Regions from separate parts of the Mus musculus genome. Here region 2 is linked to region 1. A link is a contact called in public promoter capture Hi-C data. All regions are on one chromosome and are shown on one strand. Each heading gives the region's core, a stretch centred on a gene start, on an enhancer-like site or on the middle of the called end of the contact. The rest is flanking DNA. Distances are from core to core; before and after follow the strand shown.

Region 1 (5,396 bases), core at 1,333-3,832:
CATCTGTAAGTGTTTCCTTGGCATTTATTTGTTGATGTCAGTGTGGATGCACTGAGTCCTTTTTAAGTTATGGCCTATAATCTTTTACTGCCATTTTTCCTTTTGATGTTCAAAATACTCCAGCTGCAGCCAGCAGGAGCCCCTTACATCTGATACGTTCACTGTTTTGCGAATTTCCTGACACTTGGGCACAAAAAAGATGCCCAGGTTCTGCTTCTGCTTCCTGGGCTGCAGCTCCGGTGTAAGCCTTTATTTCTGCTCTCCTGCGTCCTCCCTTTTAGGCTCTCTTAGTAGACAGAGGAAGGAAATATATATTTTGCACGTGCATGCACACACACACACGCACACGCGCACGCGCACACGTATAAAATACAGAAGTTGTGCTGCTGGGCCTTGAACCCAGAGCATACATGCCAGACAAGTGCCCGGCTGCTGAGCTTTACCTCAGCCTTTATATATTAGTGCATGTCTCTGTAGATTATAATAAATTCAATTCCAACCCAATGAAGTTACAAGTTCATTTTAGCCTCCCCTGTGACAGCTGCAGATATTAAAAAGCTCCCATTTGTGCGGAGGCATTTGCTTCCGGCTTGTTTTCCTGTATGTTCCAATGTTGCCAGCTACTCCTGGCTACTTTATTGCCATTATTTAGATATTTTAATGAAGGTTTTATTTATCTGGAGAAAACAGAATGAATTTTTCAAGCAAGGGTTTGCATGCCGTCTTTGATTATCTACAAAATTTGTTTTTACCAAAGCCTGGGCTTTAAGCCAGGCGTGACCTCACCCACCTCTAATCCCAGGACTCGGGCCGGACTGAGAAAGGGGATCTTGAGCTTGAGAGCAGCTACATAGTGACATCTCACCTCAAAAATTAATTGACTTATTTTACATATGACTTATTATAACCAATTACAGGTGTAGGGAGTTAATGATAGAGTGACAAATGAGCACGGATAAAGGCTATCACTCTTGTCATTGCATGTATGAAGAGGGAGAAGCCCCCCAAATGTTAAGTGGCACTTAGGACAGTCTTGTTTTCCCGTCACTCGGAGGCAGCACTGGGGACACGGGTAGCACGGCATGAGCTCTGTGGTTCAGGGACCGAGTCTGTGGCTTCTCCGTGTGAGGCATGTGCTCTACCACCGAGCTACATCTCTCGCCCCCTTCTCGGGTGTTAGGCAAGTTCTATGCCGCCGAGCCACATCTCCACCCCTTGCATCCTTTATTTTACCTTTTGCTAAGTGGCCCTGTCTCAGTCCTCCTACCTTAGCTTCCTGAGCAGCTGAGAATACAGGCCCAAGCTCCTAGAAGGGCTCCGAGTTCTTGAATTACATATTGAATAAGGTCAGCTATTCTGTTAGTGGAAGAAATCTAAATCTAAACTATAGGCATGGCTTCCACCTCATCCCTACTCACTGGTCTGTGCTGAGTCCACTTTCCCTGCAGCCTCTGGTACACTTGCTGACTGAACATGGGAACGGGGTTCTTTCCCGACCTTTCCCTACATGCACAGCCCCTCCTGTGCTGTTATGAGGTAGTAAGAGCTTGTGAGGGCTCATCTGGGGCACAGCTGGGTGAAGCATGCTAGTCTTCCTTACCTGGCCAGAGTGATCAGGAGCAGCAGTGACATGGCACCTGCAGGATTACCCAGACCAGGCCGTGGCCTGTGTGGAATCCCTAGAGAGGAAGAGTTCCTCTGCTTCTTGCTCCTTTTGTGTCCTCCAATACTGTAATAAGATGTTTAGAAAAATACATTGCTTATGATTCTTATATTCTGTGGCTATTAACAAGCTGAAAGAAAGCCTAAGAATGAAGTGCTTTTTATTTAAACAGGAATTGTCATTTAACTTGGAGCTTCTCAGAGGAATAGAAACGTATATATGTGTGTGTGTGTGTGTGTGTGTGTGTGTGTGTGTGTATGTATGTATATGTGTATATGTGTGTGTGTGTATATATATATACATATATATATATATATATGAGTTCACTGTCTTCAGACACACCAGAAGAGGGCATCAGATCCCATCACAGATGGTTGTGAGCTACCATGTGGTTGCTGGGAATTGAACTCAGGACCTCTGGAAGAGCAGTCAGTGATCTTAACCGCTGAGCCATCTCTCCAGCCCTCTTTGTGTCCTTTTAATCTTAAAAATTTCAAACTATGAAAGCCTAGATGAAAATGTAAGTTGTTTGTGGCTTGTTTGTTTTGATGTTGATGGCAATGTTTGAAAACAACATAACTTTCCAAATAGAATTTCAGTTTTATAAGATTTCTTGAGGATTTATTTTCATTTCTAAGAAATGTCATTCTTCGGCTTCCTAAAATTCTGGTTTTAGGGTGTTTAACTTTTAAGTAGAACAGAATACTAAAGGAGTGTGTGGAAGTGTTGATATAAATCAGGTGTTTTGTGAGCTCGTTTGGGGCTCCTCAGTATTCATCATAAGTTATATCCTGACACATTCCAGAGTGGCTTGTGTCATCACTTCCCTCTGAAGGAACCCTGGTCTGGCCTGGGGACTGGCTGGGTAGAGCGAGACCCTGCCTGGCCTGTGCTTGCAGCCAACTCCACACAAAAGCCAGCTGTTGTTGAGTTCTGCTGACTCCCATGGTTCTCTGGGGCTGCCTGTCATTCCTTTCCCCTGCTCCTCTGTACTGACACACTCTGCCTTCTGATCCCTCTTTGATTTATTAATGTGGCCTCTTCAAGATGCAGGGGCCAGTGTTAGGTTTTCAGAAAAGAAATATATCTTCCCTTCTGCGGCCTCTCTCTTGAGATCTAACATTAATCTTTCAGGAGCCGGAGGATGAAGTCTTTCTTGCCATCGCCAAGGCCATGGAAGAGATGGTGGAAGACAGTGTGGACTGTTACTGGATCAGCCGATGCTTCGTGAAGCAGTTAAATAACAAGTACAGGGACGCTTTACCTCAGCTGGTGAGGAATTTTTGTTGTCTTTGTTGTTTTGATGGGAGTGTTATTGGGAAGTAAGCAGAGAACCCTCTTCCCCCTGTCGCTGCTGCTGTGATGAGTGGACCTGCTACAGTGGTCCTGGGAGAGATTTCCTGCAGAAGGCGAGAAGTATTTCCCATAGAATGGGCCCTGTGTCTCCTTTGCAGCTGCTTGGATCAGCTGTTGGAGGACACAGGCAGCCCGGGATTGCGGGGGTCTCCACGGGGTGAACTCACCTGCAGGCCCCCCCTGCTCTGGAGGATTCCTGATGCTGGTCCAGACCTACTGACTTATCTAGAACATTCCCTCTGTGTTAGGGGTTCTGTCTGCCCACCTGTATGGAAGGGCTGGTGACAGGAACTTGTCTCTTCTCACACATACAGCCTCCAGGCCAGAGTTGGGGAGGGGACTTGACTCCTGTCATCTTGTTCCAGCATGCACATATGAACACACATGCACATATGAACACATGAAGACTATTACTCTACACATGGGCCCTCCCATTGTTGTCTGTATGTCTGCAGCTCCACACTTGGAGAATTCCTAGGCTCATTCAGATAACCCATTGCTTTCAGCTCTGACTTCCTGTTAGTACTCAGAGGGTTGAAAATTTCTCATTACCTTTCCTCCATTAACTCTCACGGTGTGGGGCCTAGAATTGGAATGTTTGACAGCCTTAGGCAATTGTGATTGTAGCTGGGATTGGCAGCCTCTCATTTAGAATCACTTTTCCTACCTGATTTACTCAGTGATTCCTCCTACGGATTGGCTGTAATTAAGTCTAATAGCCCCACACCGGCAATAAACAGGCCCTTGCTCTTTCTACAGGCGCATGCGTGCTCCAGCATCCCTGAGGGAGGTACTGGAAGAAAATGCTTGAGCAGGATCTGGGGTGTTGTACTTAAACTCTACTTAGTTTGGGCAGATTTACATTTTAGCCTGGTAAGCAGGTCCTGAGCTTGCCTGTTCCCCCACCCCCCACCCCCCACCCCAGGCAGTGGCCACGCCCTCTCATTCTCTGACAACTCTGAGGGCCAGAGAAGCTGGTCAGCTTTGCAGATCTCTATTGTTTTGTGTGTGTGTGTGTGTGTGTGTGTGTGTGTGTGTGTGTGTGGTTTGAGGCAGGGTTACATGTAGCCTAGGTTAGCCTTGAACTTGTTATGCAGATGAGGAGGACTTTCCCAGCATGCACTGCCATATCTGAATTTTTCCTTTGTAAGAGTCATCAATATACCTTACATATTATCTTTAGTGTGTTAATATGCTGAACACGCTTTCTCCCTGTTTGTTGTTTAAAGGTCGTAAGCTTCATATGTGGGGTCTGTCAGTGTTTTTATGTTTTCTGAATTCCGTACTGACTCCACAGTTGATAAAACATATGTCTTTAGTTGGATGTGGTGACATTTACCCACAATCCCAGCAGCCAGGAGACTGAGGCAGAGGGTTAGGAATACAAGGCTAGCCTGGGCCATACACAAACCTATCAGAAAGAAAAAAAAATATCCCTCTACCATATTTTTTCCCTTGACTTTCTAAAATGCTCTAGCCATTTAAGCTTAGCTCTGACCTGTCTGCCTTGCTCTTTGACTGGTGTCAGACATGGTGGATTTCCTACCTCGGCGTGTATCTGTAACACTGTGGCTCCTCCTAGCAGCCAGCTCCCCTCTGCATCTAGCTTAGTGTGTTTGCAGAGGAGGGCACTGCACCTCAGAGCTCTAAGTCCCTTGCTGAAGGCGACACAATGGCTGCTCTAACTCCCATTCCTGTTATTCACTATCAGTAGGATTAAGAGTTACACTCGGTTATTTGCTGGTCACCTCCCCCACCCTATCCCCACTCCCTCCCTGCACCCGGAATCTTGGGTTTCACACATCTTAAGCAAGAGCTCTACTACTGAGCTGTGTTCAGCCCTTTCTGTTTGTTTGCTGAGAGCAGGAATGGGGGATGCGGTAGGGATGGAGAGAGGCATTGGAAGTGAAGTCCAGGCCTTGGCTATGACCTTAGCTCCTTTTCTTTACCTTTTCTTTTGAGACAAAGCCCTGCTAAGTTGCCTGAACTGGCTTTGAACTTGAGATCTTCTTTGCCTCAGCCTCTGCCACAAAGCAAAGAACCTAGGTTCTTGTTGCAGCCAAGTTTTTATAACCTTGGTCTGACATTTTTTTTTTAATACTTTTGTGACTTTCCTTTACAGTCTGTCCCCATAAAGTATAGGCTGCTATTTTAGAGATGTAGGGAAGAGTGCAGAGGACAGTACTGGGGCTGGGGTGGAAGCCAGCAGTAGAGGGCCTGCCTGCCGAGCCTGCACAGACTGCCATCTCCCGCTCAGCCATGAAAAGGGGGCGGGGGCTAGAGAGATGGCTCAGCAGTTAAGAGTGCTGTTCTGGCAGAAGGTAGGGATTTGATTCCCTGTACCCACATGGCTACTCAAAACTGCCGGTAACGCCGG
Region 2 (5,396 bases), core at 1,305-3,804, 2.2 Mb before region 1:
CTATGCAACAGCATCAAAATCTATGGATAATTGTTCTTTTAAAAGTCATATAATTTGTTATCCATAGTGCTGTTGAGTGTCCTGCCTCTTAAAAATGGCACTGTTTTTAGTACTATTTGTCCATGCATTTTGAATATGGTTTGAGGTTTAATGGCCAGTATGGGGCTGTATTCAATTTTTGTATTATCTGATTTTCCATATATGTTGTTAATTTTTCATGGTTTTATATTTAGAATTATCCATTGGATAATGTTAAGTATGTTTAGTGCTATTTTCTGTCTAAATGAACCTGGGGCGATTAGCTTAAGAATGTTTTTGACATCTTAGTTGTAAGTTAAAGTCTCTTGTAATTAAACTTGTTTATGTGATTATTTTGTGTGGATTACAGTTTGGGGGTTATTCTTTTGACATGCTAATGTAAATGCTTGTTATTGTAGTTCATCTTTTTATAAATATCATAAACAGTAGTTAATATTCATCCAGTTGTTACTATAGTGATAAGGTCTTCATAAGATCTTGTTTCACTTGCAAGAGTGAAATATGTATATTCATGTGTATATGTGTATGTATGTGAGTGTATGTCTGTGTATGTATATGTGTATGTATATATATGCATGTGTATATATTCATGTATGTGTGTATATCTTTATTTATGGCTATGTATGTGTATGTGTATATATGTATGCATATGTATGTCTGTATATGTGTGTGTGTGTGTGTGTGTGTGATATGTGCATGTATAAGTATGTCTGCGTATTTATGCCTATGTGTGTATATGTGAATACATGTGTGTGTATATGTGAATACATGTGTATATGTATGTTTGTGTGTGTGTGTGTATGTGTGTGTGGTGTATGTGTGTGTGTTAAAGGTAGGGTCCTATCATACGGTGTGGCCCAGATTGGTCCCTAGTTATACCCTGCTTAGTGCTGGGATTACAGGCATGTGCCACTGTGCCCAGCTGGAAGGAATATTTCATAAAGAGCAAATTATAATGAGATAAGCCTTAAAGTATAAATCTTACAGTTTTCTAAACCTCTTTAGTCTATAAATATATGTTACAATGTCTCTGATGTGAATCTACACTGGATGCTCAAATTAAAAGCAATCTTTTATGATTACAAAGAATTGCGTAGAGAATGCAAGCTTCCTTCCTGCCAGCTCTGCTCAGCTGCACGGCAACATAGAAGGCCAGGATGGGAAGAGCCTGCCTCTCTTTTGCCACTAGCTCAAAGTAAATGGGGAGGGGATGACATTGTAGAAGACACGAATAAGGTGTTTCATCGCTGTTGCTTTTGTTTGCTTATGACATTTTTTTGATCCCAGACAGGATCATGTAGCTCAGTGTAGCTTTTAACTTGCAATTCCTTTCCACCTCACCTGGAATTATAGATATGAATCAATGTGACTGGAAAAAAAAACTGTTCTGATGATATAAAGAGGGGGAGTGGGTATCAAAAACAACAAAAAAGAATATTCAAAACAAATATAAACAGACCTTTTACACACAGATAAAGCCAAGTGACAGTTGGCTTTTCTGACATTTATCTGGTTTGGGTAATACTGGTCTCGGGATGAGCCAGGAAGCAAGCTCTCTTTTTTTGGTATTTCCTAGAAGAGGTTGTGTACAGTTGGTGTGGACCTCTTCCTCCTGGTGAAATCTCAATTCCTTTTATACCTAGGCTTGACTCCCATCTTCTTACCATGGCAGCAGTATCCTGCCTGTTCTCAGAGAAGGGCCCAGAACATCAACTTCTGCTCCAGAACACAGCTGCCTTTGAGTGCCGCACACCTCCAGACATGCTCCTCTCCCTGTGCTGAGCTGCTAACCCACACTCCTCCATCTGATGCTTTACCCCTCCTCTAACTCCAAGTTGGAGAGAGCTAAAGTTTGAATTCATAAGATTTGGGGTTATAAATTTGTATCAGTCAAACTGAGTAAAATGTACAGTACTACAGAAAATAGCTCATGCTCCTAGGTCCTGAATCCATCACCCTGAAGTTCCCATCACCTCTAAAAACTGTGCCAAAGGCTGGTGATCAATTATTGAACACATGAGTGTCTGGGGTAGTTCCTATTTGGAACACAGTAGCAAATATATAGCAAAAATAGTTCCTATTTGCTAGCAGACAAAGGCATGCAGGTATGAACAGAATGCATAACTCATTTGCGAGGCCTGGAAATGAGCAAGGAAGATGGTAGCCTTAACAAGGGGTCTTTCTAATGGCATTAGGTTTTACTAAGTACTTACACCAAGCTGTCATGTTAGCCATTTCAGATCCTTGGATTTAGGTAGCCTTTTATCTTAAAAAAACAAACAAACAAGCAAAAGAACAAAGAAAAAGCTCCCAACCCCTACACACATAGGCAAACAGTGCCAAACTCACCCCTCAAGCACACAGAACTGATTTTAAGGTAAAGTGCAGTTTTATACTATATACTTATATATCTCAGCTTTTTATCTTATGAAAGGCTGGCGGTTCCTGTGTAGGCCTCCACCCTCCTGACAGAGACCTTGATTGTGCTTTGTCTGGGCTTTCTACAGGATGTGCTGACATCTAAAGTCACAAGAGGAAACAGCATTTGATCATCATGATGGTCACGTGGGGTTAAAAGAGCTGCCCTGCTTTCTACCAACTTTGTGAATAGAAGCTAATAGCCAATAATAGGGCCTTCCCTTCTTAGTCACAGACTGTTCTGTTTTTTTTTTGTTTTGTTTTTTTTTTTTGTTTTTGTTTTTACAGACCATCCATTCAATAGCATGATAGTCAATATTCTTCAGAACTTGGATTTTGAATGGAAGAATCAATGAACACTACTTTGTATCTATAGGTTCATTATCTATTCTTTCAGCCATGGTTTTCAATTTTTTTTCTTTCCATTGTGTGTGTATGTGTGTGCGCATATGTGTCTATCTGTATGTGTTTGTAGTATCAGGAATTGATATTAGATCCTCCGCCCCTGGGCAAGCACTATCACTGAGCTGTACTTATTCTGTAACTCAGACAGGCCTTGAGGTTGCCATTGAGTTAGCAGTCCTTGAAGATGTCACCGGAAAATGGAAAAAGCTCTCACACTTATTAATGGCAGAATTGGTATCATGAAAATGGGTATATTACCAAGAATAACCTGCAGATTCAATGGGGTCCCCCAATGAATTCTAATGACAGATCCAGGGGGGAAAACAATCCTTAAATTTATATTGAAATACAAAAGGCCCAAATGACCAAAACAGTTGAAAGTAGAAAGGACCATGTTGGAGAGTCCACATGTGACCTCAAGTTAGACCACAGAACCATGGTGACAAAGCCAGAAGGCACTGCCACAAAAACAGGTATGTAGACCAGTTGAATAGAGTATAGATCTCAGAAAGAAGCTCACATAACTACAGCCACCTCGTTTTTGATAAAGTTGTCTAAATATACATTGGGAAAAAAGACAGCACATTCAACAAATTGTGTTGGGAAAACTGGGTATTCATATACAGAAAATGAAAATAGTTACATACCTCTTAGTCTGAACACAAATCAATGAAAACATTTCAAAGATCTTAATATAAGACTTGAGATACTGGAATTGGTAGGGGGAAACACTTCATGATATGGATATAGGTACAAACTTTCTGGAAAAGACTCTAATACCTCAGGAAATAATCAAAAGAATTGACAAATGGTATTCCATGAAACTAGAAGGTTTCTGCAGAGTGAAGAAGCAGCCTACAGAATGGGTGAGAAAAAAAAAATCAGAAATGCAGTTACTATCTAGCACATATAAAAGCTGCAAAAATCAAATACCAAAAGTATAAATCTCCAATCAACAAACTAAAGAAATGAATAGACGGTTCTCAAAAGAAACACAAATAGACAATAATGTTTTTAAAGTGTGCCCAGTGTTCTCAGCCATGACTTGACCCTACTTCACTCTAGTCAGAATGGCTGATGTTAAGAAAACAAATGTTAACACATGCTGGAGAGAGCGTGGGCAAAGAAGAACCTGTATCCACTGCCAGGGAGACTGTAAATTGGGACAACCATGGTGGACATCAGAAAGGAGATTCTTCAACAAAACTAAGAATTGAGCTGCATGTAACCCAGTGTACTACTCTCAGTTATTTGCCCAAAGGACTTTTAAGCACTACCACAAAGACACATGCACAACCATGTTTATTGCTGCGGTCAGTATTCACAGTAGCTAATAAGTGGAACTAAGTTAGATGTCCATCAACGCATGTGTGATGGTTTGTATATGCTCATCCCAGGGGTGGCGCTATTAGGTGTGGCCTTGTTGGAGTGGGTGTGTCACTGTGGGTATGGGCTTTAATACCCTCATCTTAACTGCCTGGAAGTCAGACTTCCACTAGTAGCCTTCAGATGAAGATGGAGAACTCACGGCTCCTCCTGCACCATGCCTGTCTAGATGCTGCCATGTTCCCACCTTGATGATAATGGACTGAACCTCTGACCTGTAAGCCAGCCCTAATTAAATGTTGTCCTTATAAGAGTTGCCTTGGTCACGGTGTCTGTTTATAGCAGTAAACCCTAACTAAGTCAGCATGATTGGATGGAGAAAGCATGGTACACAGACACAAAGGAATTGTATTCAGCCACAAAGAAAAATAATGTCATGGTATATGTAGAAACAACCCTGGAGGTGGAGATAGATTGTCCCCGAGAACTCGCTGGCAGCCAGTCTAGCTCAAAGAGCGAGACTCTCAAGCTTTAGGCTTAACGAGAGACCTTGACCCTAAGGAATGGGGTGGAGAGTGATAGAAATGTCCTTCCAACTGGTGGGTCTATCTGTATGCTCACATGCAACCCACAAACACACATACACACCCCAAAAGAGAAAGGTAGTAGGCCTCACCTCCATCAGGTCTTTTTTTTTTTAATTAGGTATTTATTTCAGTTACATTTCCAATGCTATCCCAAAAAGTCCCCCACATGCTCCCCCACCCACTCCCCCACTCTCCCACTCCCACTTCTTGGCCCTGGCGTTCCCCTGTACTGAGGCATATAAAGTTTGTACGACCAGTGGGCCTCTCTTTCCACTGATGGCCGACTAGGCCATCTTTTGATACATATGCAGCTAGAGTCAAAAGCTCCGGGGTACTGGTTAGTTCATAATGTTGTTCCACCTATAGGGTTGCAGATCCCTTTAGCTCCTTGGTTACTTTCTCTAGCTCCTCCATTGGGGGCCCTGTGATCCATCCAATAGCTGACTGTGAGCATCCACTTCTGTGTTTGCTAGGCCCCTGCATAGTCTCACAAGAGAGAGCTCTATCTGGGTCCTTTCAGCAAAATCTTGCTAGTGTATGCAATGGTGTCAGCGTTTGGAAGCTGATTATGGGATGGATCCCCGGATATGGCAGTCTCTAGATGGTCCATCCTTTCGTCTC

What was found. Capture Hi-C pulls out chosen DNA fragments and counts their contacts.
Region 2: a promoter capture Hi-C map of adipose tissue shows a contact between it and region 1. The contact joins two enhancer-like sites.

Annotation. Positions count from the first base shown.
Region 1 is chr13:43,156,802-43,162,197 of GRCm38.p6, reverse strand. It overlaps Tbc1d7 (TBC1 domain family, member 7), which reads left to right. Exons shown (of 8, transcript NM_001252639.1): 5 at 2,798-2,935. Among named protein-coding and RNA genes, the nearest start is that of Tbc1d7, 12 kb to the left of the region's middle. Within about 2 kb of position 2,582, at least 37 of the 459 cell types and tissues checked have an H3K27ac peak or open chromatin away from gene starts, as enhancers often do. A contact at or near this core is called in adipose tissue, where this site is marked.
Region 2 is chr13:45,369,014-45,374,409 of GRCm38.p6, reverse strand. It overlaps Gm40933 (a long non-coding RNA gene), which reads right to left. Exons shown (of 3, transcript XR_873345.1): 3 at 3,199-3,717. Among named protein-coding and RNA genes, the nearest start is that of Gm40933, 13 kb to the right of the region's middle. Within about 2 kb of position 2,554, at least 26 of the 459 cell types and tissues checked have an H3K27ac peak or open chromatin away from gene starts, as enhancers often do. A contact at or near this core is called in adipose tissue, where this site is marked.